Regions from separate parts of the Mus musculus genome. Here all the other regions are linked to region 4. The links are chromatin contacts, called in public Hi-C, Micro-C and promoter capture Hi-C maps. All regions are on one chromosome and are shown on one strand. The core of a region is the stretch at or near the end of the contact, and the rest is flanking DNA. Distances in the headings are between cores, read along the strand shown.

Region 1 (7,085 bases), core at 1,861-4,360, 300 kb before region 4:
AAAGACCAACTTCTTTTGGGGGGGTTGTTTGTTTGTTTGTTTGTTTTTTGAGACAGGGTTTCTCTGTATAGCCCTGACTGTCCTGGAACTCACTGATCCACCTGCCTCTGCCTCCCGAGTGCTGGAATTAAAGGCGTGCGTTACCACTGCCTGGCTAAAATGCTGACTTTGATTTGCTCTTTTTCTTTTTTGTTCAGAGTCTCCGTGAGAATCCTACATAGGCCTGGCACTCACGCCCTCCTTGCCTTCTGCATACTGCACTTATAGGTGTGCTCTCCAACCCTATCAATTCTGAACTTTATGATGACTTAAGGTGAGATTCGTGGGTGAGGCAGGAAGCCTGAAAATTCAATGCCTGCCCTGGCTACAAGTGAGTTCAAGGGCAGACTGAGTAACCTACTGACAACAGGTCTCCAAAAGAGATGGTTCTCCTTGGCCTGTACTATACAGAGTGATGTTATTGGTATATTTTAAGGTAAACTATTGCAATCTAATGCCCTCTTTTTTTTTTTTTTTTTTTTGCCTTTTTTCTTTTTGAGAAAAGACTTCATTCTACAGCTCTGATTGGCCTGGAACTCCCTTTGTAAAAAGGCTAGCCTGGGACTGACAGACACCCACCTGCTTGTGTACAGAAGGAAAAAAAATCCCACCTATTGCAGTGGTACACCTGTAATCAACACTTTTGGAGGTAGAAACAGGAGGAAAAGGAGTGCAGGCCAACATTGGCTACAGGAAACCTGTCCTCAAACAAACAGATGTAGCTATAGTGGCTTGCTTCTATAGTGCCTAAGCACACACCTTAGAGATGCATGCTCACCAGCTTATCCCAGTAAATAAAGACTCTGTCATGTCTGATGGGGATTTTGTTCTTGGGAGCAAGAATGAGGACTGGGGGAAAGAACTGCTTAATCTGTAGAGTGCTCATGGGTAAAGTGCTTGTTTTTTTGTTTTGTTTTTGTTTTTGTTTTTTTAGGTTTTTCGAGACAGGGTTTCTCTGTGTAGCCCTGGCTGTCCTGGAACTCACTCTGTAGACCAGGCTGGCCTCGAACTCAGAAGTCCGCCTGCCTCTGCCTCCCAAGTGCTAGGATTAAAGGCATGCACCACCACGCCCGGCTAAGTGCTTGTTATACAAGCATGAGCAGTACCTAGGGAGATGCCAAACACAGAGGTGGGAATCTCTAACCTCAGTGTTGGGGCTACAGAGACAGGTGGATCTCTGGAGCTTGCTGGCCAAGGCAGTCTAGTCAACCAGTGAACTCCAGGCTCCATGAGACCTAAAAGTGGGACAATGTCAAGGAAGTTTTAGTTTCCTTCTGCTGCTGTGCTAGAACATTCTGACCAAAGGCAACTGAGGGGAGGAGAGGACTGATTTCAGCTCACAGGCCACAGTTGATCCTTAAGGAAACTCAGCACAGGAACTTTTGAAGCAGAAACCAGGAAGGAACCCATGTTGCTTGCTGGCTCACTCAAGCTGAGTAGCCCAGGACCACCTGCCCAGGGAATAACACTAATTGCAATGAGCTGGGCACTCCTGCATCAATTAACAACTGAAACAATTCCCCACAGACACTGTGTCAAGTTGAGAACTGAAGCTGATTAGAACAACACCCAACGTAAGATGTGCACACACACCCCTGCACATATTCCCATACATATTTGCACATACATGAACACAGAACATACATATGCACACAAAAGAAGACCTCGAACTCAGAAATCTGCCTGCCTCTGCCTCCCAAGTGCTGGGATTAAAGGGGTGAGCCATCACCGCCCTGCTCAAAAATTCTTACTTTAGACTCGTATAGTGAAATAATATGAAATGAAGTATATAGGGAAAACTTGTATAAATTATATTTGCTTCAAGGTAGGAACCTGGAAGCCAGAGCAAGCAAAGAGAGGAAATCCTGAAAGACCTATGGAGACTTGGAGAAGTTCCACTCCCCTTCTCAGTCTCCACTGCAAAGGAACGAACTCCCTCTCACATGGGACGCTTCCCTTACCCAGCATTTAAGGGTCTGGTAACCCTGTGGAAACTATCTCCAGGAAAAGGTCACAGGTTGTCATCATGTCAGTCACACATATGCCAGTATTATGGAGCCAGATTTCAAATTTGCATGGGAGAGAGGGAGGGAGGGAGAGAGAGAGAGAAAGAGAGAGAGAGAGCACACATATGCCAGTATTATGGAGCCAGATTTCAAATTCGCATGGGAGAGAGGGAGGGAGGGAGGGAGAGAGAGAGAGAGAGAGAGAGAGAGAGAGAGAGAGAGAGAGAAGAGAAGAGAGAGAAGAGAGAGATCCCCAACTTCTCCGACCTCCTTAGGGAGCCTGTCAAACTGCAAGGAAAAGTCAGAGGTTTTTGACTTTGTCCTTTATCTCAGAACTATTGGGATGACTAACCATGAAGCTTGAAAAGTAAGCAAATTGCTTCAGATAAAATATAAGTAATACTAGCCATTCCCTAATTTTGCTTCTTCAAACTATTCACCAGAAATAAGGGCTGCTGGGAAAACTTGTTTTCCTGTTTTTATTACTTTGTGTCTAGGAAATTATAAGCAGTGGTTCCTTGCCCTTAGAAATCACCCAGGAGCTTTTTCAAACAACTCCGATGCCTCGTACCTCACATTCATCCCATTAAGTAAAAATCTATAGGATAGTGTCCAGGCATTAATGTTTTTTTAAAAGCTCCCCGGGTCAGTTTATGTGAATTGTTGAGAATTGTGCTTTCTATTGCCTTAAAATAATATACTGTGACCAGACTTAAGGTCTTTTTAAGCAACAATTTTTGAGTCTTTTCAACACGTCCGCGTCTTGTACAGTCTATGTGGTTGTGCTCACTAGTGGCATTTATCCAGCTCCCTAAACTTATCATCTTTCCATGATCGGTGGGGAAATACTGACGTTCGTTCTGGTCCCTTAAAGTAAACATCTAGTGGGTGTTTGGGGGGAAGGGTAGAGGACCCGCCTCTAAGACACGGAAGAAGGCGGTGCCAGGTGAGGCAACCCGGGTCCTAGGTCAGACCCCGCCTCTGGCATCGCCAGGCTCGGGAGCCCGGAACCGCTCCCGCAGCTTTAAGGCTGCGGAGAGTTACGGACTACATTTCCCACAATGCACACAGGGGCGGGCTGGGGCTGGCCAAGAGGCTGGAACCGGGCCTCCGCCACCAGAGGCCGGTGAAAGCTGTCTTCCTGCGCCGGTGGCCGGTTAAGGGTCGGCAGGAGAGATCGGTTCCTCCGCTGTGGCCATGTCTGTATCCTCCAGGGGCGGTAGCCCCGCGAAGTTGCACTCTGAGGCCAGGCACTGCTGGACACTTATATCTCCCCAGGGGTCTGGCAGAGGGCAGTGACTGGTACCCTCGGTAGGTCCTGTGTTTCCCCAAGAAACAGGTGAGTTCGACTGCTAACCCACGTGGCCTGGGGGCGGCGAGAGGCGGGCAAGCTGTCATCTTTAGAGGGAGGGGCTTGAAAACTAGGGGGGGGGGGTGTCCCGGCCATCTACTGCCCCGATAGGGGTACTGCGGCTCTTTGGGGTCCTTTAGCCGGCTGGTCCCAGCTAGGCACTAAGAAAGATGAGGCGAGAACTCATCCTTTGGCCGGGAGAGCAATGTCCCATAGGCAGCAGACACCAACCCCCAATTCGGACATATTCGGCCCACAGAGTTCTCTTTAAAAGGAGGATGGTGGAGCGAGGCAGGCAGGTCTGAAAGGGTGAGCCAACCCTTTCTAGGTAGAGTTTGCTTGGGAACTGTGAGCAGCCTTTGTCAGGAAGGGGAGTGGCCTCTAGAGGTGACAAGGAACTAGGCTCATTGTAGATCCTGGAGGCATCCTGCTGAAGCAGCCACATCACAGTCCCAATTGAGCCCTGACTGTCAGACTTTCTGAGTCGTCCTCCCAAGTGGACCAAAGGGGTCAAGATCAAATTTGAAGCGCTGTTAGAACAGGAAAAAAGATCAAGGTTGTTTGAAGCTAGTAAGGAGGGGCTTTTGCAAGACCCTCCTCTCTCAGGAGCAATCTGAAGGAGGGAGGCGCATTGGAAGGAGGGACAGCATCAGCTTTTTGTTTGTTTGTTTGTTTTTGTTCTTGGTGATTTTGTTCATAGGCTCTGCTAGAGGCTTCTAGGAAAAGTTGCATGCCCTGGGAGCACTTAGAGGAACTGCCTAAAAAGTGTTCCTGTAGAGACCACTGGAGCTGTTCTCAGACACCTCCCTTGCATAACGGCTCAGGACCAGCTTTTCCAGGAGCACTTGCTGCAGAAATCAAAGTCTATTGGAGGTGGGAGGTGGGCTTTATCTGCTCCACTCAGCCTTCTTGCCTGAGTGTGTGGGTATCCAGAAAACGGTTCGCTTCACCAGGCCTTCTGGTTGGAACCCCAGACTGACCTTGGAGAGGATAAAAATGCTATATGATCTCACATAGAAGGAGAACTTTTGTGGAAAAAAAAAAAAAAAAAAGCACCGGCTAGCTCTAGACAGCTGGCCCTGCTCCGTTCCCTGTGCAGGTCCTATGCTGGGGACACTCAGGAACACTGGATTTATTTAACCCTCAGAAGCACAAAAAGTGTCCTGAAGGAGCATGTTGTCAGGACGGCATAGCTGGTGTAGAACTTGTTTGGAGTTTGAAGGCAGAAGTACAAAGCCACAGAGAGGGCATTGTGCAGACCTAGGAGGTAGATAAATTTGGGAGAGATAGCTAGAAGCAGCTGAGAACTGGCAACCTGGCTCTGCAACTGCAGAGAAGGTAAGAACAGCTTGCTTGATACCGGGGAGGCTGAGGCCCGTGGCTCTTTGACCTGATGTCCTGGGGCAGGGGAGAGGGGGTCAGAAGGAGGGGTCCCTCAAACTAGAGCTCATGCTTCCTGAGGTCAGAAGTATGTTTGATCAGGTCATTCCTCAGGCCCTGGCTGACTGAGAAATCTTCTAAAGGATTGATTGGCAGGACAGAGACCACTGGACCTGTGTGTAAATGCAGTCTGAGTGCTAAGAATAACCACAATGTGCTAATAGCTTCAGCTGAGTATAGGGTATGCTTACTCTGTATAGCCAGGCCACATGTATTATCTCATTTAATCTTCCCACCCCATACATCATTCCTGGCTGTTTGCAGCCATTCGGTACCATTTTATAAGTAAGAAAACGGACCAGTAAAACCAGTTCCTCCAACTGCAGAGCTGCTTTTCCTGACTACTTCCAAGGACAAGCTGTCTCCACAGGCAAGAGTTTTCTTGCCTGACCCCAGGTACACTTGAACTGGGTGTTCTTCACACACCTTTTCTTTTCTTTATCCTCCAAAGATGTGTTAAATGCCGATTTAATTCCTCCTGCACATGTCTAATGTAGCAGGCCACAGAGTGACCTTCAATCTAGGGAAAGAAAAGCCCTGGTGAGCAGATATACTGCTGATAAGGTATTCCGACAGCAGCATGAAGTGAGGGAGTGAGTCACTGTGCTAGCCTAGGAAGAGACTTAGGGTGTAGGTAGACTGAGGGCAAAGGTCAAGTGAAGAGTTCCGGCTACGCTGGGCTGATGTAGAAAGGGGGCAGGAAGAAAGGGTAGAAAATAAGCTCCGAGAAATGAAGGAGAAGGGATCAACTGAGGGGCCTGGTGTGCCGTTGGGGGAAGTGACTTTCTTGCTAAGTGAGGTAGTAGTAGTGAGCAGAGGAAGGGCCTGACCCGACCTACCTTTCAGAGGCTCACCTCGATTACAAAGGCCGACCTGCTGGGACACATTACTACTGGTTAGGAGGTTGTGACAATTATTTGCTAGGGGGATAATAGCGGCTTAGACCCACCAGGTAATCAGGGAAGAGATAAGAAATGGTCAACTATTGAACCCGGTGTGCTGGGTGGTGGTGGAGGCATTCCCCTTTGATCCCAGCACTCAGGAGGCAGAGACAAGTGACTCTCTTGAGTTTAAAGATAACTTGGTCTACATAGTGAGTGCCATGACAGCCAGAGCTACACAGAGAAACCATGTCTCAAAACAAAACAAAATAAAAAAGTAATAGTCAACTATTGGATATAGACATTTACAACTTTGATGAGTTATTCTGGGAAAGTTGGTCAAAATATCAGGAACCTCTTATTGTCTCCCTCCCACTATTATTTACTTATTTTTAAGATTTTAATTTTATTTATTTTGATTATGTGTGAATGTTGGAGGAGGAAGTGGCATATGTGTGTGCAGTGCCTGCAGTGGCCAGAAGAGGGCACTGGGTCCACTGGAGCTGGAGTTCTAGGCATCTGTGAGCTGCCTAACCAGGGTGCTAGGTATCAAAAACCCAGTCTTCTCTAAGAGTACATACTCTGATCTAAACCGCTCAGCCATCTCTCCAGCCCCTATTTGTTGTGTTTTATGAGACAGAGTCTCATATATCCCAGGTTGGCTTCAAACTCATTACATAGCTGAAGGAATTGAACTTGTGATCTTCTTGCTCCCGTCTCCTAAGCGTTGAGATCACCCACATCTGTTTGTTTATTTGTGTATGTGAATGTGTGTATATATGTGTGTCTAGGTGCCTGAGGAGGCCAAAAAAGAGCATTGGGTACCCTGTGAGCTGGAGTTACAGGTTGTTGTGAGCTCCCCCCTCCCCCAACATGGGTCCTGGGAAATGAGCTGTGATCCTCTGCCAAAGCAGCAAATAAATAAATAAAAATAAAATGAAATAAAATAAAATAAAATAAAATAAAAATTCTTAGCCACCAAAGCTATCACTCCAGGCCTATCCATGGCTCTGTCTGTGTGTGTGTGTGTGTGTGTGTGTATGTATGTATGTATACATGAACGTGTGCACATATTGAGGCCATAGGTCAACTTAAAATATAATTTTTCAGGTGTTGTCCACCTTGCTTATTTGCTTTTAAACTTTTTCTTTTTAAATTTGGGGTGGATGTGAAGGTCAGAAAATGACTCACGGGAGTTCTAGGGATCAAACTCAAGTTGTTAAGTTTGGCTACAAGCGTCTTTACCTGGTGATCTAGCTGGCTGGCCCAACATTGGTTTTGGTTTTGATTTCTTTGTTTTGCTTTATTTTTTTGTTTTTGAGACAGGGTTTCTCTGTGTAGCTTTGGCTGCCCTGGAACTCTATAGAC
Region 2 (7,510 bases), core at 3,367-5,866, 390 kb after region 4:
TTACCTGGTCTCAGGGTCCACCTTGATCATCTTGTGCTTGTTCCGCTGCCGGTCCCAGTACTCATCCAGCCGGTGGGATGAAAGGTGCATGACATGACAGGCAAGGCGGCTGGGGGTGCTAGCGTCCGGAGTGACCATGACGCTGAAGCAGTGAATCTCCGCTCGGCCCCCTGCAGACACTACCTGAGCAGTGAGCCCTGGTCGAGTATCCTGTGGGCCACCTGGGGTGCCAACAGCCCACACTGCCAGGGCTCGCACAGAGGAGATATGGTTACAGACAGAAGTGAGGGCGTGGGCTGAGCCTGTGGTGGTGGGAAGTGCTAGGACACAGACAGTAGTGTCCTCACTGCCTGTTATCACTATGTCAATCAGACCAGGCCCCTCACTGCCAGGCTCCAGGGAGTCAGGATGCTCCAAGTTGGGTACCTCAAATTCAGGGCCCAGGGTCACTGTGCCCACACGCTTTACACATGTGATTTCACGGCCATGCAGACCCTCCCGGAGAATCACATTGGGCCGGATGCAGCCACCTAGAGCCCGATAGAGCATGACCTCACCATCCTTCAGGTAGGTAAAGGCCATGGCTGCCTCAGTATCAGAAAAGGCCCAGGAGCGGTGCCCTCCCCCACAGTTGACGATATGCAGCTTCTCATGGGACCGGGGGCTCCACACTACAAACTCGTTGGCATGGAAACCCAAGATGACCATACTTCCATCAGGCACCATCCGAAGCCCAGCTACCCAGTTCATGCCTCGACAGGCTTTCTGCCTTAGGACCGGCTGGAGGTGGCCGCCATGTACAAAGAGCTGGAAGTAGGAGCTATCCCGCCCTGTGCTGTATAGGTAGCCACCATGGCAGGTAACTGAGGTCACACCCTGTTTCCCATGCAGAGAATGGAGTGTAGAGACGGGGCCTATTCCTGTTGGGACACTCTCAGACCCACCGCTCCCACTACCAGCTCCAGGTGCCTCAGCTGCAGTAATAGCCTTGCTTCCGGCCCCAGGCTTTTTGAATAGACATGGTCTGACAGGGAATAGCATCACAGAGCCACGGCGGTCCCCACAGACGAGGAAGTCACCCGGGGGCAGGAAAGCACTACATGTGTGCCATCGTTGCTTGCTTGGGGGAAGGAGGTACCGGCAACGTTCCTTGACAAAGATAGCCTTGCCAGTGGGTGCAGCTGAGATCTCCAAACAAGCTATCACCCCACCAGGGCCCGATGCTAACAAAAGCAGCTCCTCGTAACCACGAAGGGCCCAGCTCAGGCTGTGCACCTTCCCCTGGAACAGTTTCTGCTCGACGGCAGCGGTGGGGGTGTTGATGGGAACCACCTTAACAAGACCCTCCCCGTTGGCCAAGGCACAGAGTCCAAAGCCCTCGGGCCCAGGAGCTGCCTCTAGCAGGCAGTAAGACCGAAAGCGATTGTCCTCCAGCAGCTGCTCCCAGGACTTGACCTCAAGGTCGTAGAGGTACAGGGACCCCACATCAGTCACTGCCAGGACTCGCCAGGAACCAGCCAGAGTCACAGCCTTGAGGGCACCTGGCCGGCTAGGAGATTTGAAGGACAGGGATGAGACGCCCAAGCCTGGGTACCCTCGGCCTGCCAGGTGCCAGAGTCGAATGCCTGAGTCGTCTCCCCCAGTGACCACCCAGGCCTGCCTCTCGTGAGTGGCTATGGCCCGGATACCTCGGCCCCGGTGGCCCCGAAAGGCTTGAAGGATCTCGCCTTCGTGGCTCCACACCAAGCAGACACAGTCTTCTCCTGCACTGATGAGATAGTTCTCTAAGAGCTTCACCTGCCACACTCGGGCACTGTGCCCAAAGCAGTGGCCAATATTCTGAACCCGACCCCCAGGCACCCGGAGGTCCCCCACCTTCCAGAGACGAACACTTCGGTCTTCTGAAGCAGTTGCCAGCAGGCCCTTGCTTTCCAGGTATGACATGCTAAAGATGACACCCACATGGCCACTAACCCGCCGGTCAGGGGCCACGGGTTTGTTGTCTGTTAAAGCAGTGGCTGGGTACCAGATCAGGAGCTCATTGGAAACCGCGCCAGCCACGATGGTCAGTTCCTTCCAGGTGTCACCAACCAGGCAGGCTGAGGACAGGGTACACCTGTCTGTGCAGGGGACGTCCTGCAGCATGCACCCTATCACTGGGTCATACAGTACCACCGAGTTGTGGCCCAAGGCCACGGCTACGTTACCCTCGATCCAGCGGACATCCCAGATCCAGTCGGACATGTTCCACAGGCCAGAGCGCCAGAGCTCCCGAAGATGGCTTTGACCCCAGCTGACTTTCACAACTTTGAGGCCCTTGCTCCCAAACACAGCTATCATGGCCTCAGAGTCCAGGTCTCCTTTAGGCTCTGGTCGCACTCGGAACCCATGGATGAGAAAGTGACCAAGCAGGTTCTGGACTCTCTTCACCATTCGGAGATGCCCACCAAGGTCCAAGTTGTACACCAGTAAATCAGGCCCCTCGCCTAGACAGAGGTAAAGAGCCACATCAGCACCACACACGCACGCACGCACCTGATCCTAGGACGCATGAGTGGAGCAGGCCACTCCTTAGCATACAGACTCAGAATATACCAGGACACAGCATCCTACCAAACCCGTGCCTCCACTTCAGCCGGACCTCAACTGCAAAGGCACACTCCTGTCAGTCACTCGTTTTTGTGGTAAGGTTCTCTCAGAGAGCCCAGGTTGGCCTTGAATTCAAGATCCTCTTGCCTCAACCTCGAATCTGCTGGGACTGTGGCAGTATGCTGTCATGCCTGGCTATCCATCACCCTTAATGACAGTCACTAGGATTTCCTCTGGTGCACACCATCCTTACACTTCAGATGGAAAGCCCTTGCTCTGCTCTAGCCCAAACTCTCAGCTCCACCTGCCTCTGCATGCATTTTCCAGATTCTCCCTCCCTTAGGGAAAAGGCTGTGTCGACCTTTGCACCCTTTAGCCATCAGCATCCTTCATCAGTCTAATCCCTGAGGCTCAACAGAGGCGATGGGGTGGGTAGGTATGTGGTTTTGTGTGTGTGTGTGTGTGTGTGTGTGTGTGTGTGTTTGTGTGTGTGCATGCGTGCTGAAGCTGCCCACACTTTGGCAGGCAGGGGTGAGGCTTGCATTCTGGCCCCACCCCTGGACAGCTGTGAGATCGTCCTTTGTATGCGACTGAGACTTAAAAGCAACAAGGCTTGGGAGGAGAGATGAGGTGCAGGTATTAAGAACCTGGACAGCATTTAACACAGCAGAATCAAAGCTAGCGTCTTCTGAGTTAGGAACATTCCTAACTTGTGCTCAAGAGGGGCTTGTCCAGGGCCTCCCTCTATACAAATCCACATACTTCCCGGGGAATCTCTTACACCCCCATACATGTGTATAGAACCCACAGACGTTTTCTAGAATGGGACTCTCAGCTCCCTTTTGGTCATCTTGCAGCCGTTTGTTTCCCACGATCTCCTCCTCCTCGGACTCGTCAGGATTCCTCATTACCTTACTCCTCTCTTAATGTCTCTTTCTTCAAAATTCTACGGATTTCATTTCCTGAAGTTTGCCGGTCCCACCTCCAGAGAGTTTAGCTCACTGGAGCAACCCAATGTTTGCACTTGCACACACACGCACGCACACGCACACACACACATCAACTCTAGAATATACCCTCACCACAAGACAAACACGCAGCCCTGCTGAGGCTAATAATGGCTGACCCAAGGCCTAATTGTCAGTGCCAAGGGTCCTTGTAAAACCCAACACCACCATCACCAAAGGATGGCTTCGCATCAGGCCCTACTGCTTCCAGGACACTTGGCACCTCAGAGCCATCTCAGACCTTTACCACCAGACACTGAGACATGTGATTACTAACCCAGTTGGCTCAGACCCCCCAGTTGGTTCTCCAGAGGAACCTAAGCCCCAGCCTCTCTGGATACTGCTCTACTCAGAAAGCAATTTTTTGGCCCCCTCATCTTTGGGGGCGGAGCTTCAACCCTCTCCAGAAGCCACACTCCCGCCACACCCCCTGAGGCTGCCCTTTTTTTTTTTTTCTTCCTCTCCAGGGGTTTTGATCATTTGCGTTCACCTGAGGGTGCAACGTCCCTCCCCCAACATGGAACGACTGCGTCCCCCACACCTTCAAGCGTCTCTGTCCACCCTTTCCAAGCTGGCTGCAATTTATGAAGAGCTGCCACTGTCTCTCGAGCCCCGCCCTCCTCCGCCGGCCTGTGTTTCCCGCCACCTCCGAACCTGCCTTATTCCCCCCACTCCCACCCCTCGCCAGTCCCCAGCCCGCTGCCCATCCTCCTCCCCAGGGCATCCCTTTGTCCGGTGCGACCACCCAGGGAGAGGCTAGTTCTTCGCCCGCTAGCACGACTAGAGCCGACCAAGCCTCACCCGCCAGCAGCCTGTCCCCAACACACTCCAGACCCGTAACCGGGAGGAGTATGAGCTCGGAAGTCGCCCGCGGCCAGACATAGTCCCCGAAAGCGTCCATGACGTTCCTGGAGCTGCTGTGGCTGCCACGGACAAGAAGAGAGCTGCGTTCTCGCGAGAACCAGCCGTCTGGAGAGCCGCGCTGCAGAGCTCCGAAGCCCTTAGCTACAGGTAGCAAAGCCCTGGCGCTGGGCTGCGGACGTCCAATGACGACCCTGTCCCCCACGCGATCCCGCTCCTGATTGGCCGGATCAGAGTCACCCCCCCACACACACACACATGAGACTAGCCGGGAGGGGCGGTGGGCCTCCCCTCCCCCAAGCGGGCGCTTAGCTCGCCGGCCCCTGGCTGGAAGCCCTGTAGTTTTATTTAACGGAGCAGCATGGAGGCTGTACACCAATAAATAACGTGAATGTAGGAACTGCGCCTTTGATCGCGGCTGCAGGCAGGGAGGGCTAGGGCAAGAGGTCGGCCAGAACTTCAGTCTGCAGTAGGACAGAGGACCTGCAGGGTCTTTGACGTTGGGCAGCGGGTGATTCGCATCAGGGCCTTGCGTCAGAGCTCCACACGGGCATCACTGTAGGCTCGGTCCAAGGCCCACTCGGGTTGTGAGTCCATGCCACCTTCCCGAGCCAGACGAGCCATCTCCTGCTGGAACAAGGCTTGCCGTGCCCGGCTAGGGTCCACATTGATCCAGTTGTTAGCGATCCACTTGGTGCCGCGGGTGACCAGGCAGCCCCCATGCAACGAGTAGTCGTCCACTTCACCCACCCAGCCTGGGGTAAGAAGGTGACATGAACAAAGGACAAGTTAGGGAGGGGAAAACCCTAGATTGGCTCAGCCTGAGCTGTGCACACATCTAATCCCCATGGAAGGACTTGGCGTCTCACCCACTAAGGCATGGTCAACATACTGGCCCTTAAAATTAACCAAGCTTCCTTGCTTCTGAGCTTGGCTATAGCTCTTCCCAGCCTGGGTTGTGGAGAGAAGTTTCCCTGCCCCAGACAGCAGGAAGGCTGGTGCGCAAGGACGGTGGGCGGAGATAACCGAAGATACTGTACTAGTGCTACTGTGCTTTGAAATCCCTGGCTATGGAAGACAGGAACAGTCCTCCAGGAGAGCAGGAGGGAGAGATGAGTTCCCTCAGAGAAGCCCAAGACCTGGCCATGAGTAAAGCCCTCACCTTGCCCATCAGGAAGGTAGTTGTACCAAAAGACTGCAGTTCCTTGCTGGGGCTTGACACGAAGGTTGCCCTTGTCACAGTGCCTTCGAGTGTCCCGGAGATCGACATCATCCTGAATCAGACTCTGTAGGCAACAAGGTGAGGCTGTTTGTGGACTGCCTGCCATTGCAGGACCAGGCAGCCAAGGTTGGCTGGAGGGAAAACAGGCAGATGTGCCCTCGTCCCAGCTCTGGAAGGGTGTGTACACACTTGCCCAAGGCCCTACCAGCCCAAGAGTAATAACAGCTCACTGGCCCTTACCATTTCATCATAGGTCCTGTTGTCTGCCACAGGGAAGACGGTCTCACCCCCACCGGTGACATTGTTCAAATAAAACAGCACTGTCATGTAGCTGTAAGGCAGGGGGAGGCTGCTGAGTAGATCCCCAACATTCCCACTTGTGGGCAGGATACCCAGGGCCCACAGGGTCAGGCTAGGATAGCTAAGACATCTCCAGCCCTCTTCCCCACAGAGTCACTCTCCTTGTGTGGCCAAGATCGCAGGTGCACTTAGGTAAGTTTGTGACCTTAAACCAAAGATCTGGCTGGGGAAAGTAAGCTGATAGAAGCAGGAATATCATGTAAAGTCTCCTTGCAACTGGGAGGACTGAGCCAGAAAGCCACAAGAAAACCTAACTTTGTGCAGGCAGGAGGGTACAACTGTAGAAACTGAGGCAGGGACCTCCAACAATGGAGTCAAGACCAGTGCTTACAGGGCCAATTTCCAGTATCTGTAGATATCTAGATCTGTTTTCATTTGAATAGATACAGTGGCCAGGAGCTACCACTTTCCAGTTACTCCATAAAGAGTGAAGAAGAGACTTGGGGGAAAGGTAGGGGTATGGCTGACCAAATGGCCCAGTGTATCCTTGGTCCAATAGCAGGTAATACATGTCCTCAAGGTACCCAGTCTGGGAACTGAAGCCCCACCTCCCTACCCCCCCCCCCCCATGGGAGGTACTTGCCGACAGGAGGTCTCAAACGGTACAGATTCATTGGCTACCAGCTTGGTATGGGAGCAGATGGTCTCTGGGTACACGGGTCCGCTGTCCACATGGGCATGGTAGTGACCTCCCTCACCATATCGTACAACCTGTAGTGGCTCACTGAACTCCACAATCTCCGGGGAGAGGCGAGTGAGGCGCAGGACCCTGGTAGGCAGCAGGTATTTCAGCAGGATGGCCACCTGAAGGAGCTGACCAAGGTGCATCCTGGGCCAGCCACAAGCTTCACCCCTGCTCACCTCCCCTGGAAGTCCCACGAGCCACGCTGGACTTGATTTCTAAGAGCAGGAAGGCTGTCATGTAATGATTTAATCGTCATGGGCTTGCCTAACATGTACAAGGTCTTAGATTTGATCCTAGCACGCCAGCCTCTGTTTTTATTTTTTGTTTTCTTTCTGTTATTATTTAGATAGGATCTGATGCAGCCCCGTGTCGGCCTGGAACTCTGTAGCCTAGGCCAATCTTAAACTCCTGATGCTTCCGTCTCTGCCTCCCAAGTTCTGGGATTGGGGCTGTGCGCAGCAAGGCCTGGTTTTCTGCAGTGTGTGATCACAGGCTAGGCAAGCTCTTGACCAACCAAGCCACGTCCTTTCCTCATCTTTCCAGGGTTTCTGAGACAGTTTCACTCCCAAGTCCAGGCCTTAGCTACGGACTGCAGGATGACGGGCATGCGGTCTTAGCCTGGCTTATGACGCTATCTGTTCAAGGGACAGGGATTCTCTGATCAGAAATAAGTTCTCATTTTCCTAATTAACAGAAAATAAATATTTGATTGTTTTTTTTTTTTTTTCAAGACAGGTTTTCTCTCTGTAGCTCTGGCTGTCCTGGACTTGCTTTGTAGACCAGGCT
Region 3 (7,861 bases), core at 3,296-5,795, 280 kb before region 4:
CCAGCTTGCCTTGCTCCACTCTAGACTTGCTACGCTGTTAGATACCTAAACTCAGAAACAGCCTCTCCAAGGAAGGGTCACCGAGGGCCTGGCTAGGGGGCGGGCCTCCCTTCTGAGCTGGGTCCTCTTCTGTAGCCAGAAGACAATCTCTTCCAGTAGGGGCGCACCTGGCTAACAGGCAGTAAGATCTCCCTGTCCAGAAATAGATATTTCAGATCTCCAGAGAAGACAGTGAAAGGCCTTCCTTTGTGAACCCACTTCTCCATTTGCAGTCCTGAGATTGAGGCCCCGTACTCCAGTGAGGAGGAGCAGGAGCGACTGTTGGGCCTCTACCAGTACCTGCATAGCCGTGCCCACAATGCCTCTCGCCCACTCAAGACCATCTACTACACAGGCCCCAATGAGAACCTCCTAGCCTGGGTAAGGTAGCCCTAGAGGAACTGGTCTTTGTGTGGACCCTGGGAAGATGCCACAGGGTCATACCGATCCTAGATGATGACCCTTTGCCCCTCCTCCAGGTGACAGGTGCCTTTGAACTCTACATGTGCTACAGCCCACTGGGGACCAAGGCATCAGCTGTCAGCGCCATCCATAAGCTGATGCGCTGGATCCGTAAAGAGGAAGACCGTCTCTTCATCCTCACGCCCCTCACCTATTGATGGAGGTGGGAAGGCACTCTGGGCATGGGAAGCCATGGGAGCCTCCAGGTGAGGCTGGCTTCCCCTGCCCAGCCAGCAGGCAGGGACTGTGGGCTGGTGCGTGCAAGTGCATTAAAGTGGTTGAGAAAAACACTGTTGCCCTTTGTCATTGGTTCTTTGTTCTGTTTTGTTGGTAATTTTTTTTGTTTTGTTTGTTTTAAGATTTGTTTTGTTTATATTAGTACACTGTAGCTGTTTCCAGACACACCAGAAGAGGGCATCAGATCCCTTTACAGATGGTTGTGAGCCACCATGTGGTTGCTGGGAATTGAACTCAGGACCTTTGGAAGAGCAGACGGACTGCTGTAGGGAAGGCCAGGCTGAGCTGAGTAAGACAAGCAGGAATGACCTGGGCCAACTTCTGGGTAGGAGCCCTGGGCAAGGCAACCCAGTGTTGAGTATGATTGGCTTCCAAGTCTAGTCTCCCTATAGCCATGGGCCTCTGGGAACCATGCTTAGGCCTTCCCATGAAGAGCTGTCTGCTTTCATTCCTGTATCTCAGCCAGCCAGTTCATCAGCACAGCACACCAGGAAAGAAGCAAAAGAAGTCCACTTGATCTCTGGAGCCGATAGAAATAAATGTACAAGGTCACTAGATATGCTAGGTTGTTCCTCAGCCTGTCCTACATGAAGTGCTGTGGACACTCCAGGAGCCTCAGCAGTAAAGGACTGGTTCCATTCACTCCACCATAAGACCTTTGGGCCACCCAGGGCACAGTATGGAAGGCCCCCGACTTGCTCCTGGGGAGTTCTGATCCTGCTACAACCTAACTAGCATTGATTAGAGAAGCAGAAAGCCTAACTAGAGATAAGAGCGCCCAATGAATGTGGTCTTCTGACTGTCAGAACCACCTCCCTGCAGTCTCAGAGAGTAGGGCCACATGAGAGAACATGTATGAATTAGCACAGGCCATGTTAAGATGCACTGTGGCATCTGGGCGTACTCTGCAGCAGAATCGCTGTTTCTGGCTTCAGCCTAGATTGTGTGAGAATTAACATGGCAGCAAGCCTCCTTCCCGGGCTCTTAAGATCCTCAGAAGTACACACTGCACACTGCCCTGGGTCTCTTTCCTAGCTATTGGATGCTTTTCTTCAACTTGCTCTTGACCAGGGATTTCAGATCAACCCTTTGGAACCCGGGGCATGCAAAGTCAGACATCCTTGTATGTTCAGATCAGCAGTTAGCCCCTAAGTGCTCTGGTAGCCACTCTAGCACAGCTCAGCTTCTGTAGTTCAGTACTGATTCTGATCAGGAATAAGGAAAGAGGGTCAGAGATAAGCATGTGTACCTAGGACAGTAGGCATCTAGAAGTGCAGGGTTTACCTATTGGGAGCTCAGAGATGAGATGACAGGCAAGTAAAGGAGGTATTCCTAACAGAGGCATCCACATTTGGAAAGAGAACCTGTCCACAAGTCCAGGGATTTTCAATCTCTGGATAAAATTACAGCAGGCAAGTCACTTAGGACTTCAATCTGATGTGGCCATACTGTAGTTAGAGAGAAACCCACTAATGTGATTTCTGGGCTGGAAAAAAAAACTCGTCTTAACCTTTTGAGGTGTTCAGAGAGGTCTGAGCCCATGGAAGGCAAAGTGGCTAGCATCCCTTAGTGGTGAGAAGATGCCAGAGTAGTTTAAGCCCTAAGCTAGCAATAGGCCAAACCCATTGAGCTTACCTTATGGTAGTGCAGGGCCTCATGCCTACCTTGAAGGTCCTGCAGAACGCACAGATGAAAAATAACAAAGGGATTCTCCTGTGGGCACCACAGTTGAGAAAACTAACTACCCCCAGTAGAGCTTTGTCCAGGGGGTGCAGTCACCATCATGGCCATATGGTGGCAGCAGAGAACCAACTAATGGCCGATTCCACTCCATTTGGGCAAAGCCATCCAAATGTGTGAAGTCTGCCCCCAGTGTCCAGAAATGTCTCACAATTTCTGGAGGCAAGACAACATTCACAAGAGCCCCTGTCTGGACGCTGTGTGGAGAGTATTTCAGTTTTCTCTGCATGACTATCTTTAGACATGTTGACCGTGGAATACTGGAGGGGTGCCATGTTTTGCTTTGTGTTATTTATTCATTTCTGAGCTGGGGAGTCCTACCCTGGGGATGGAAGAAGAACACAAACTGTGTTGGGAGTGTGTACTAAGCCCAAGCTCTTGGTGGCCCATGAGATACATCTTCCGCAGGCTGGATATAAAAGGCCTTCTTTTTTATACAGTACAGAGATTAGCATGTCCCTTGTGCAAGGGTGACTCGCAGATCTGTGAAGGGTTCCATATTTTTTGATGATTTTAATTAATGCTATTAAAAAAAAAAGCTGGGGCTGGAGAGATGGCTCAGTGGTTAAGAACACTGACTGATCTTCCATAGGTCCTGAGTTCAATTCCCAGCAACCACATGGTGGCTGACAACCCTCTGTAATGGGGATCTGATGCCCTCTTCTGGTGTGTCTGATGACAGCAACAGTGTACTCACATACATGAAATAAATAAATAAATCTGAAGGAGAAAGAGAAGGAGAAGCAGCAGCAACAGCAGCATGGTAGCACACATGCCCAATACTTAGTCCTAGTACTTGGAAGGCTGAAAGGCTGAAGCAGGTGGATCTCTGAGTTTGAGGGCAGTCTGGTCTACAGAGTGAACTCCAAGACAGCCAGGAAAAACCTATTTTGCCCAGAGAAACCCTGTTTCTATGTAACAAAACAAAACAAAACAAAAAAGGCATCCTAGGATAATACCATCTCGACTATGAAAGGATGAAGGGATGGAGCACTAGCTAAGGCCATGTTAGAAAGGAGAAGCAGGCAGTGAAGTTTGTCCTGGGCGTGGAGTAGAAAAGGTAGAATTCCCCAGGGTGGGTTCCTCCCTCCCCAGCTCTCTTATTCTCTGCTGCCTAGGGACTCAAAACTGCCTATGACCACCCTGTGAGGAGCCCTCAAGAGCCCAGGTTCACGGAGCTAAGGCAGCTGCCTGGCTAAGAATACCTCTTCCTGCTCCATTACCCTGAGGTATTGAGAAAGCGTCTTACCAAGAGACAGCGGCTGAGTCCCGGGAAAGAGAGGTGGCAAAGCAGAATGGGCTTCACCCATCCTGGAAAGAGGACTCTGGATTCCAACCAACTACAGCTACATTCGTGTTTCAGAGACACTGGGTCCACAAAGCAAGGAGCGGATCAGAGGTGCCCCGGAATTCAAAGACCACACCTCTCCTGTACCAGGGCACCGGAGGAGAGGCATTTTCTACCGTCACTCTTCCCTTCTGTCCCATATATGCCTTCTCATGCTGAGGCCACAGTGACAGGATCCGAGCCAGAGGGCTAGGTCTTCACAGAAGTTACCTCCTCTAAGTATTACCACCCAGGGCGGGTCAGACTCCATTAATCTTTATGGGTCTTGGCACACAGGACAGGGCACAACATACCTTTCTCTGACACTTCTCTGAATAGGCACATGGAAAGATGATCTCTGACCACACAAGGTCTGTTCCATGTATCCCTTTCTGCAGCGCCCCCACCCCCGCATTACTCTGTCCAGTGCATTCCTGGTCTCCGTCTCCGTTCCCCACATGGTGAACTAGTGCCTGACAGTGTTCCTATGAAAGAGGGCCATGAGGAGAGAGGAGCCAGATTGTCCTGCAGCGTTCTAACCTCAACCAGATGGGTTGTGGGGATATAGGATGGTTCAGGAATACTCCTTCCCAGGTCACAACAACAGCCTTCTCACAGCTGGAAAGAGTCAGACAGAGCTGGAAAGAAAGCAGGGCCTTCGACAGGGCTCCGCCCGTAGCCCCGCCCCCAGCCCTGCCGCACCCACTGGGGCCCACCTCCCTTCGACTTTGATCCAAGTAGCTGTAGCAGCGGCAGCTAGAAGCAGCAGCTGGGGCCCCTGGTGAGGTGATCGTGCCATTGCCGTGTCCGTGGGTCCACAGCCAGGTGCTCAGACCACAAGCCAGAGAGAAAGGTTGGGTTTGCCAGGGACCAGGGCAGGGGGGCAGCTGCCCAGGAGCTTTCAGTACCGCTGCGTAAAGCTGGTCTCAGCTCGGACCCTGAGTCTGGTTCGATCAAGTCCTGGACCTTCTGGGATTCCCAAGGGGCCCCAGCTCAATGGGGCTGCCTCTGCCGCTGCTTCAATCCTCTCTTCTGCTAATGCTTCTTTTGCGGCTGTCGGCGGCGTCCACCAACCTGAACTGGCAGTGCCCACGAATACCCTACGCAGCCTCCCGAGACTTCAGTGTCAAGTACGTGGTCCCCAGCTTCTCCGCGGGGGGCCGGGTACAGGCCACCGCAGCCTACGAGGACAGTACAAATAGTGCGGTGTTTGTGGCCACACGCAATCACCTGCACGTGCTTGGGCCTGACCTGCAGTTCATAGAGAACCTGACCACTGGCCCTATCGGGAACCCTGGCTGCCAGACTTGTGCGAGCTGTGGTCCAGGCCCTCATGGACCACCAAAGGACACAGACACACTGGTGCTAGTGATGGAGCCAGGTTTGCCAGCCCTGGTCAGCTGTGGCTCAACCCTACAGGGCCGCTGCTTCCTGCATGAGCTGGAGCCTCGGGGGAAAGCCCTGCACTTAGCAGCTCCAGCCTGCCTATTCTCAGCAAACAATAACAAGCCTGAGGCCTGCACGGACTGTGTGGCTAGCCCCCTGGGCACTCGTGTGACTGTGGTGGAGCAGGGGCATGCTTCCTACTTCTATGTGGCATCTTCGCTAGACCCAGAGTTGGCCGCTAGCTTTAGCCCCCGCTCGGTGTCCATCCGTCGTCTAAAGTCTGATACTTCTGGATTCCAACCAGGTTTTCCGTCGCTGTCGGTGCTGCCCAAATATTTGGCCTCCTACCTCATCAAATATGTGTACAGCTTCCACTCGGGGGATTTTGTCTACTTTCTGACTGTCCAGCCCATCAGTGTCACAAGCCCTCCCAGTGCCTTGCATACACGTCTGGTCCGGCTCAATGCTGTAGAGCCAGAGATTGGTGACTACCGGGAGCTGGTCTTGGACTGTCATTTTGCACCTAAACGCCGGCGCCGTGGAGCCCCGGAGGGCACACAGCCCTACCCAGTGCTTCAGGCAGCCCACTCTGCTCCAGTGGATGCCAAACTGGCTGTGGAACTGAGCATTTCAGAGGGCCAGGAAGTGCTTTTTGGGGTCTTTGTGACCGTCAAGGATGGTGGCTCTGGCATGGGTCCCAACTCTGTTGTATGTGCCTTCCCCATTTACCACCTGAACATCCTGATTGAAGAGGGTGTCGAATATTGCTGTCACTCTTCAAATTCTTCTTCCCTGTTGTCGAGAGGCCTTGACTTCTTCCAGACGCCCAGTTTTTGTCCTAATCCGGTGAGCAGAAAGAGCGGGCCCCTGACCTGTGAGTACCCTGTGGAGCTGAATACGGGCTATTTCCTTGCTATCTCTGAAAGGGCCTGGGTGGGAAAAGGCAGTGGGCTAAGACACACAAATCATCAGCCATGTCCCGGAAGGTCACCCAGCACGAGGCTGTCATCCTTCCTGCCATCTGATTCTTTAAGATAGCTTCCAGGGTTGTGTGAGGAGGGGCTTACGTCATAGTTAACCCTGCCAGCACAACTTCCAAATTCCCCTCCAACCTGTCCAGTTCCTAGACCCTCAGGGACACCGAGAAAAATACAGACAGAGGCAAACACTCAGAGGGCAGAGCCTCACAACGGTCCGCAGCGGCTTGCCGACCAGTTCTACTTTCCTTTGAAGGCACTGTTTTGCTCTGCTTTTCAAAGAGGGGTGGTTGGCAGGGCTGCCAGAGAACTCCTCCCCGCCCCACCCCCCACTCCGTGAGGTTCCAGGGAACCCTGGAAGTCTGGGAGTTTTTTTGGAGAGCCTGTATGATCTGTGATTTACCAACCCATTCTCCACACTGTCGTTATGGGAAAAATCTGGGACATAGTGGAAAGGCAGTTTTAGCTCCGCTCTAGAAAGTTCTGGGAAGCCTCACCCCAGTCTTGTGCAAGCAACGATAAGCAATTGAGGAAGGATGAATAAAGGCGTGGGAGGGGACGGTTTCGATTGGTCCACCCTGGACGTTTTGTCCCTGTAGCCAAGGCCCTGCCCCAGGTAGGAGGTCTCACAGCTGGTATTATAGCACATCAGGGAAGAAAAGAAGGAACAGGAAAAAGAATGTCTTTAAAACGCTACTGAGGGGCTAGGACTTTTGAGAGGTTAGTGGGAGACATTGAATGGAGCATTGGATGAGCCATCAATCCGGCTCACAGTCACATTCTTGGAGGCTCTGGCCACCCAGTGCCCTTGCTCTGCTATGACAATTTTTTGTTTGCCTCCTACTCCCAACACCCCTATGGCCATACTAGGAACTGGGGGTTGAATCTGGGGCCTCCCACCTGCTAGTCAAATGCTCTACCACCACCGAGGCATATCCCCAGCCCCTCTCCTCTCCCTTGATAATTTTAATTTTGAAACAGTCTCACTAAAGTTGCCCAGTCTGGCCTTGGACTCATTCTCTAAGCCCAATCCATTCTTAAACTTGTAATCGTCGTGCTTCACCCTCAGGGGGTGGGGGGTGTTCTTGGGCCGTGGTCTTGACTCGCTTGTTTCTAGCTTCTGTTAGTGGAGGTGTGAAATTTACAGCCTGTGTTGCAGTCAAAAGTCATTTTTCTTTAGAACCTGATGACCAAACCCAGGAGCTCACACACACTAAGCCTCTACCACAGGTTATATTGTCAGCCTTTTGTTGTTGTTGTTGTTTGTTGGTTTTTGAGACAGGATTTGCTATATAGCCAAAGCTAGCCTTGAGAACATTGTGTAGTTCAGGTTGGCCTTGAATTCAATATTTCCCTGCTTCCATCTCTCAAATGCTGGTATTACAGGCATGCACCACCAGGCCTGGTGCTTATTTTTTTTTTTTTTTTTTGGTTTTCATTTTGAGAGATTAAACTCATGGCCTTGAACATATAAATGTTCTCCTGCTGGGGAACACCCCCAGCCTTGGTGTGTGTGTGTGTGGGGGGGTCATCTTTAGCCTGGGTCCCTCAGCTGAGTATATTGAGTATATTTAGGTTGAGAAGTCCTATGAGCAAGAATGTTTGGTCTGAACCTAGACAGGAAGTCAGAACCTCTCCCGTCTTAACTAGTGCCGAGTAGATCAGGACTGCATCGTGCCAGGCACCGGGAGAA
Region 4 (7,316 bases), core at 3,736-6,235:
ACGTAATTGGAACATGAGGCTTTAGTGGACAATCCTCTCTGTTGTTACATATGCTGAAGTGTTCCATAGTCATCGTGTTTTGTTTGTTTGTTTGTTTGTTTGCTCACTTGCTTGCTTGTTTAAATAGCCTGTCTTCTCCTAATATCTCCACTAGAAAAAAGAATTTTTAACTCAGAGCCAGGCTTGGTCACTCACACCTGTCGTCCCAGCTCTTGTAAAGCAGAGGCAGGTGGGGCAGCCCTAGTCCAAGTCCACCCTGGGTTATGTATGTGGTGAATTCCAGGCTAGCTAGGCTGCAAAATAAGACTCTGTCTCCAAAATAGAAAAAAAAAAAAAAAAAGCAAGCCACTGACAGCATCCTGACAGCCCCACTGGTGCTGGGGACAATGTCACAAAGCTGCCCTCTCCAGGTAAGATTGACAATGTCACTATTCTAAAGGAAGGTCACTTCAATTCATACCTGTACTCCCAGAAAACTCAGCCACTGGGGCCAGACAAGGCTTCTAAATGACAAATGACGGTTATTTCCAAATCTGGCAATTCCACCTATCGCTCTGCCTTCACAGGTTCACTGTAGACTGCTAGTCCACGGCTATCAGCTAATGCGGGGGACCTGGATTCAGACACTGTGCCTGATGAATCCGTTTTGAGAAAAGAACTCCACGTGGTTCGTGGGCACTCTCACCTTCCAGCAAATGATAAGGGTTCCTGTCATGTTTGCCTCAAGACTTCTCCATGTCGTATGAACTAAAAGGGAACTGTGGCTTTTGATGGGCATTTAGAGAGAGATGTCTCAGCTGGCTTGTCCCTGTCTCTCTCCGAGTCTCTTGCATTCAGTCTCTTTGCTCACTGTCTCTGCCAAGGTAGACCACATTCCTCTTCCCGCCCCTACCCCTGAATTCCAGTGATTTTCCCATAATGTTTTGTGTGTCTCTCTCCCTTGAAACCTAAATGTGTCTTTCTAATCTTCCTACTTGAAAACCCTTCCATATGTAGACACTAGGCTGCCCAGTCTTTCCTTGAGATTATCCACGATGTGACTCTTCAAGAGGGACCTAACCAACCAGACTGAGTGCTAGTGGGTAGGGACCTAATGGGTTTTCTTCCATACTGTCCATGTAGCCAAATCCAGTACTTGTTCTCAGTAGCTAAGATACCTCAGCTAATTTATTGAAGATCAATTTGCACATGACAAAACATTTACACGTTCTTTCAGCTGATGTGGGCGAGATGATGTGGGCGAGATGTGTGGGCTGCCACGGATTTATGTGGGCCCTTTGTGCAATTTTAAAGCAGTTGCTTAAAATTTATTTGTGTGTGTGAATGTGCCTAAATCTACGTACACAGTTGGGGGAGGGGGTGTGTTCACCTGTGTCCATACAGGGAGATGCCAAAGGAAGGTCTCGAGGGTCCTCTTCAACATTCTCCACTCGCCCCCTTTGAAGCTGGGGCTCTCTTCTCAGAGCGGCTGGAAGCCAGCAAGTCTCACTGATCCTCTCATCCTGCCTGCTCAGCACTGGGGGATGCAGGTTTTCATGAGATGCCCAGTTATTTGAAGCTCAGGTCCTCATGATTGTGTAGCAAGCTCTCTTCACCACGGAACCATCTCTCCCTCCCTGCTTCGTGTAAGGATTTTTAAGTTGTATTTTTATGTGTATGAGTGTTTTGCATGTATGTCTATGCATTATATGTATGCCTGGTGTCCATAGAGGCCAGAAGCAAGTGTCAGATCCCCTGGAACTGAAGGTTATGGATGGCTGCCACCCAACATGTGGATGTCAGGGATTGACTCCAGGTCCTCTAAAAGAGTAGTCAGTGCTCTTAACTGTTGAACCATCTCTCCAGTACTCAATGAGCAGGTTTTTGTTCTGTTTTGTGGTGGTACTGGGACTTGAACTCAGGGCCTTATAGGTGCTGACTAAGCACTCTGCCACAGTACTACCTCCCAGCTCCTTACTTTCTCAGGTTCTTACAAGGTCTGGCCTTAACCTGGTGGTATGTCATGGATACATGCACAGGTAAAATTGCATCATCTATGCCCTTGCTGCACATTGATACATCACTATAAATGACTGAGTGAGTGAGTGAGTGAGTGAATGAGTGAATGAATGAATGAATGAAGCTTGTTCCTTCCTCTGACAGGATGCAGCCCCTACCAAGTCACTTAGCTTAGAAAGCAGAGTCTGAGACAGAGATCAGCTTCCTTCCAATCTGTCTCCTTAGGAAAAGCAGAGCTGATAGAACTATATGAGGTGAACCTGAGACCAGACACAGAAAATCCTTCCTTGTGAAGCTATGCAGTGCCCAAGGCTCTGCCATCGTCCCTGGAGGCCCAGAGACAGCATCACTATGGGTGTGGCAGCACCTATGCTTACTGAATTCAAGTCAGGCTCTTCAGCCTTGAACGCTGAAGCCGCCCCCTCACAGAGCCCGAGTCAGCTCAGCAGGAGGATGAAAAGAACGAACTCAGCTTGAGGTGACAGGAGGTGCTGTGGCAATCGGAGAGAAGCAGGATTCCACTCCCTAAGAACCTCACTTCTCTTCCCCTATGGGGTTAGAAAATTCATCACACCTTCTTTTGGCCCCTTCCCCTATACTATAAGGTTTCTGGCTGCTATAAAATTCAAGGCCTTGTTGGAAACAAATATATCCCTGTGCAATGCTCTTTGCTGAATGCCTGGGGCTCATGCCATGGGGCTTTTTCTCCATCAATGGGCCAATCTGTTCATCAGCATCTCAGAACAGAACATGCTAAATTTGGTATCAGGTACCTGAGATGCACTGGTGAAAGGACCTAGAAGCCATCCCGACTCTGAGGCAGAGACAGACAGACAGAAGTGGCTGACTGCTTAGCTGAGGTGCAGTGATAAACTGACTAGGAGCTAGAAGAGGACCTCAAGGGTCCTCAGTCTTCAGTGTTACTGACAAATCAGCTCAGCCCCTGAGCCTCAAAACTGAAGGACCTCAGGAACACACACACAGGCCAGTGTGTGAGCCCTACCCACAGCTGGCAAAATGTGTTGTGACTGCAAAATCCAGCAATAGCCCATGGTTTCTGCATGATGGCAGTGGCTAGGTTTTCCCTGAAGCAGGACTTATAGGTAGAGCACAAATGGAACACTGAGCCGTATGAGCAGTATACAGCAGCAGCCTCTGTCCTGTCCCTCTAATCCGCCAGGTCTTTCCAAAATTCCATATGCTTGCCTCTGCAATGTCGGATAAACAACTAGTAGAGCAGCCAGTCTGGTTATCCGGAAGGGAGATGGTAAATTCTCCATATAACAACAAGGTGGTTTTCCATTCAGCTGTAGCTTTTCCTTGAAGGGAGAGAGCTGAAGCTTGGCGAGCCTGTTTCTCAGGCTAAAACCCAAAACAAGCATCTCATCACACAGCGAGATGGGCAGTGTGTCCAGGGCTAAGAGCTGCGTGGTACTCAACTGCATTACTGTCAAAGCAAATGTAAAACGGGCCAGTTCCTCCTCTAAAAGCTACATTCATGGGCTGGCCTGTTTGAGATGGCTTCAGGCTACTGACATCTCTGCATCACTGTGAGTTATCTAAGAAAAGACTCCTGAAGAAATCAACACAGGAGGCACAGTTGGGTGTCTGAAAAAGCAAACATTATTCTTCCTTGGAGTTTCTGTGTACCAGAAAAGGCAAAGCAACATAGATATTGGCAGCTTTGAATGGAGATAGAAACACCTCCCCCCAAGGGGGACGATACTCCCCAGGCCCAACTGGTGTAAAAATAACGCCTTCCGTTTTACCCTGTCATCTCTTGGTAGTCTTGAGTCGGCTGACACAGGCCAACATTCACATCCTCCGCCTTCCATGCCACTTGTTTTTGCAGAATCTGGGTTTGGCAAACCCTGAAACAAGCTGGGCTCAAAAATATTTGGCCAGATCTATTTGGTTTAAACCAGTCTATGTGGATTTTGGCTTTCCCACTGGCCGGAGGTGTTGAGCTAAATCATTAAGCCATGAGTTCATATCTGGTGGGAGGTAATTCAATAGCGTTTTCTGCCTCACCTGAAAGTGTTCACAAACCCTTGACGAAAGCACATGACCGCGAGTATTATAGGGCCTGATAGTATCCGGTGGGCAATTTTCCTTTCCTCAGAGACAGTGACAGGCACGAAATGCTTGAGGAAAGCAAAGGACCAAGTTCATGGCTCAACTATTCCCATCTTTCCCTATTCCTAGCAGTGACACTTATCTTCCCTGACAGCCACTCCCATTGTGCTCTTTCTCGACCCAACACAATGGACATATGCAGACGCTGGCAGACAGGGAGGATGTCTTCCATCCCATTGCTCCCCTGTGCAGAGGGACCAGACTAAGGTTACATAAGCCCCTCCTGAGCTGTTGGGCCCCTGCGCTATGGGGAAGAGAATTGGGGGATTGTGACGAAGTCACGGTCTGCAGGCCCTGACTAACCCTGTACTCACCATCCTGTCCTGTCAAGGCGGGGCGGCTGGAGAACCTAGGGTTGCCCACCTTGACCACCCAGCTCACGCCAATCTGGCAGGATTCGCAGTGCAGGCAGACCCGAACCTGCTGTCCACTAGATCGTGGGATTCCAGGCCCCGGCCCCAGATTCGGACCACAGCTCCCTGCCCCCCAGGAGCCCAGACGCGCGCTCTTACCTGCCCGGGCCGGGGCCGGGGCCAGGGCCGGGGACCGGACCGAGACCAGGGGTCGGGGGTCCCGCCGCTCGCGCAGCGCCAGCCACGGGGAGCTGTCCGCCGCCAGCTAGTGCTGAAGGCGGCTTCCCTGCTCCGGGGCCCGGACCCAGACCAGAGCCTCCGGGCGGCAGCGGCCCTTCGCCCGCGCCGCCCTCCAGGCTGGCCTCGTTGCCCATGGTGGGCAGGCGGGCGGGCGGGGTCGGGGTCGCACTGCGCCCGGGCCGGCGGCTCCCGGGCGGCGCTCACACTCTCCGCTCCACCGCAGCTGCCGCCATCTCCCAGCTCGGCTCGCACAGCCGCCTGCTGCTGCGCATGCGCGTCGCGCGCGCTCCTGCCCTGCACACGCCCCCCCCCCTCCCCGCGCGCGCTCACGCCAGCCCGCGAAGACTCGTGTCCACGCACCAGCCTCGGGGTCGCCGGGAAAAGGCCTCCGGAACCCGCGCATGCGCCCTCCGCAGCCAACGCGGCCGGCGGGTGTTGAATGAAGGCCGGCGGCCTCGGGTGGCTGGCTGCAATCTGCTGGACCACTTTGGAGGTTCACTAGACCTTAGAAGCGACTAAGAGCCTTGAGTGGTGGCCTACGTCTGTAATGCCAGTCAATAGGAGATTGAGGCAGGAAAATCAAGGTCATCCTTAGTTACGTAGTGAGTTCGAGGCCAGCCTACACCAAACCATTTTAAAAGAAAAAAAACCGGGCCAGCAAAAGGGACCAATAGGTAAAGATGCTTGCTCCAAGTTTGATGCTGTGAGTTAGGAGCCCACATGGTGAAAGGAAAGAACCGACTTCCACGTTGTCTTCTGCTCTCCACATCCTCCCATTCCGTCAGCTATACACATACACAAATAAAAATGTCTTCCGTTAAAGTATAGTCTAGAGAGATGAATTAGCAGTTAAGAACTTTTATTGCAGCCGGACTTAATGGCACACGCCTTTAATCCCAGGATTTGAGAGGCAGAAGCAGGAGGATCTCTGAGTTCGAGGCCATCCCGCTCTGAGAGAAAGTTCCAGGAGAACCAAACTACACTGAGAAATGCTGCCTTAAACAAACAAACAAACAAACAAACAAATGACATGATTTTTAAAAAGGGAGAGAGAAGAAAGAGGGAGAGAGGGAAAGGAAAAAGAGAAATAGACAAAAAGAAAAGGCAGGGGAAAATGCCACAAGGTGGCATAGCGCTGTCCACGGCCTGAAATCTGGCACTTTCTATCCATAAGGACCATACATCGTGGTACACACCTTTCTTCCGAGCGCGTGGGAGCAGAGGCAGGCAGATCTCTGTGAGACTTCAGGCTTATCTATATAGCATGTTCTGGGGCAAGCTATTGTGAGATATAGCAGGAGGCTGTCCTGGTAGGTAAAGCATAGAACAGGCTCTGTGAGAGACTTGCAGGATGCAGATGAATGGGAGTCTGTTCAGAGGTGTAAAGTGATTGAGATGTTGGGGCCAGACCGTCAGGGGCTGGATATTGCTGTGGGGAAAACCAAATAGTAGTGAGCATCGTCTGGGATTCATACTGAGGCTGAGTCCCATAGACCCAGAGTCTCGGGAAGCACCCAAGGGAGAGAGGGTGTACAGAGTCAGGTGAAATTGGGGCCAGAGAAGAGAAGTTATTGGTGGCCTTCTGCTGTGGCCCTCGGGGACTGTCCAGAGGGTTGTAAATTTCCCTCATTAGCCTGAGACCTTAGTAAACTTTCTCGTCCTCATTTGAAGGGAGGAAAGAAAGGCAAGACAACCAAAGCAACATAGTAGTGTCTGGTACTACGTGGGGCCAGTGTCACTTTCTGTCCAAGGGAACTGTTAGAAAGGACCTTCCTTTGAGTAGCCTAAGTGGGAGGCTGGCCTGGTAGGGACAGGCAGCAAAGCCCCTGTCTCCTTATAAGGGCCTCAGATGTTCTCCTGAGAAAGAATGACTGTAAAACCCAGACTATATTCTAAACCATCTGTGGCTCTAAATCATGGCTATGTAGGAGGGCTTAAGTAACTTGACTGCATTTCAGAAATCTATATCATTCTCTTAATACTGAAGAATGTATTAAATATCAGAAGTTCTAACCTCTCATGTTGTGGTAGTGGTGGCTTTTGTCTTTAATCCCATTACTTGGGAGGCAGAGGCAGGTAGATCTCTGAGTTCAAGGCCAGCCTGGTCTACGGAGTGGGTTCCATGGCAGCCAAGGCTACACAGAGAAACCCTGCCTTGAACAACAAAAACAAAAGAGTTCCAACCTGACTTGGGATGGTCCAGGTGAACATGGACAGACCAGAGCTGTCTGTACAGGAAATGGACTTCAGCTCTTCCACCAAACATCCAAAGCTGCTTTTCCCCAAACTCTGTAATGGGGCAGGTAAAAATGAGAAGGAATTCAGAGTCTCCCAACTTCCTGTTGTTTTCTTACATGTCTGCTATGCTTCTGGTTAAACTCCTGAGCCTGTCTGGAACTGAGGGAGGAGAGCCTTCCCTGTGGTGCCCTTGCTGTGCTGAAGAGAGTTTTTGTTTCGTTTCTGGTGACTATTTATGAACAGGCACCATGTGAGTCAGTATCTCAGATCGGCTACTCCCAGTGGGACCTTGGAATCACCAAGCCCCTAGTTCCTCATGTGCAAAGTTAGGATAGTAACAGGGCTTGTAAT

What was found. A called contact is a pair of places that touch in the nucleus more often than the background predicts. Capture Hi-C pulls out chosen DNA fragments and counts their contacts.
Region 1: a promoter capture Hi-C map of liver shows a contact between it and region 4, with 2.2 times the contacts expected there. The contact joins the promoter of Mon1a here to the promoter of Bsn in region 4. A contact is called at or near these places in 4 of 39 promoter capture datasets (cranial neural crest, hematopoietic stem and progenitor cells, liver and 1 more), 9 of 484 Hi-C or Micro-C datasets (B cells, embryonic stem cells, peritoneal macrophages and 2 more), 2 of 115 datasets of contacts at active chromatin or transcription factors (bone marrow-derived macrophages and embryonic stem cells) and 1 of 9 other capture datasets (liver).
Region 2: a Hi-C map of embryonic stem cells shows a contact between it and region 4, with 2.7 times the contacts expected there. The contact joins the promoter of Wdr6 here to the promoter of Bsn in region 4. A contact is called at or near these places in 2 of 484 Hi-C or Micro-C datasets (B cells and embryonic stem cells) and 3 of 115 datasets of contacts at active chromatin or transcription factors (effector CD8 T cells, memory CD8 T cells and pancreatic cancer cells).
Region 3: a contact with region 4 is called in a Micro-C map of embryonic stem cells, with 2.4 times the contacts expected there. The contact joins the promoter of Mst1r here to the promoter of Bsn in region 4. A contact is called at or near these places in 10 of 39 promoter capture datasets (cranial neural crest, embryonic stem cells, fetal liver and 6 more), 4 of 15 datasets of contacts at CTCF or cohesin (the NIH/3T3 cell line, embryonic stem cells and large pre-B cells), 49 of 484 Hi-C or Micro-C datasets (B cells, the Ba/F3 cell line, the C2C12 cell line and 23 more), 8 of 115 datasets of contacts at active chromatin or transcription factors (embryonic limb bud, embryonic stem cells, large pre-B cells and 1 more) and 3 of 9 other capture datasets (adipose tissue, embryonic stem cells and liver).

The regions. Positions count from the first base shown.
Region 1 is chr9:107,885,019-107,892,103 of GRCm38.p6, forward strand. Mon1a (MON1 homolog A, secretory traffciking associated) reads left to right here and starts at 3,111. Exons shown (of 6, transcript NM_028369.3): 1 at 3,111-3,384.
Region 2 is chr9:108,574,097-108,581,606 of GRCm38.p6, forward strand. Wdr6 (WD repeat domain 6) reads right to left here and starts at 4,617. Exons shown (of 6, transcript NM_031392.3): 1 at 4,398-4,617; 2 at 5-2,486. The coding sequence starts at 4,497. P4htm (prolyl 4-hydroxylase, transmembrane (endoplasmic reticulum)) reads right to left here. Exons shown (of 9, transcript NM_028944.4): 6 at 6,623-6,808; 7 at 5,920-6,010; 8 at 5,620-5,743; 9 at 4,766-5,212. The coding sequence ends at 4,992.
Region 3 is chr9:107,902,344-107,910,204 of GRCm38.p6, forward strand. Mst1r (macrophage stimulating 1 receptor (c-met-related tyrosine kinase)) reads left to right here and starts at 4,546. Exons shown (of 19, transcript NM_009074.2): 1 at 4,546-6,037. The coding sequence starts at 4,802. It overlaps Mon1a (MON1 homolog A, secretory traffciking associated), which reads left to right. Exons shown (of 6, transcript NM_028369.3): 5 at 273-420; 6 at 519-796. The coding sequence ends at 659. It also overlaps the pseudogene Gm23856.
Region 4 is chr9:108,185,398-108,192,713 of GRCm38.p6, forward strand. It overlaps Bsn (bassoon), which reads right to left and starts at 4,986. Exons shown (of 12, transcript NM_007567.2): 1 at 4,647-4,986. The coding sequence starts at 4,861.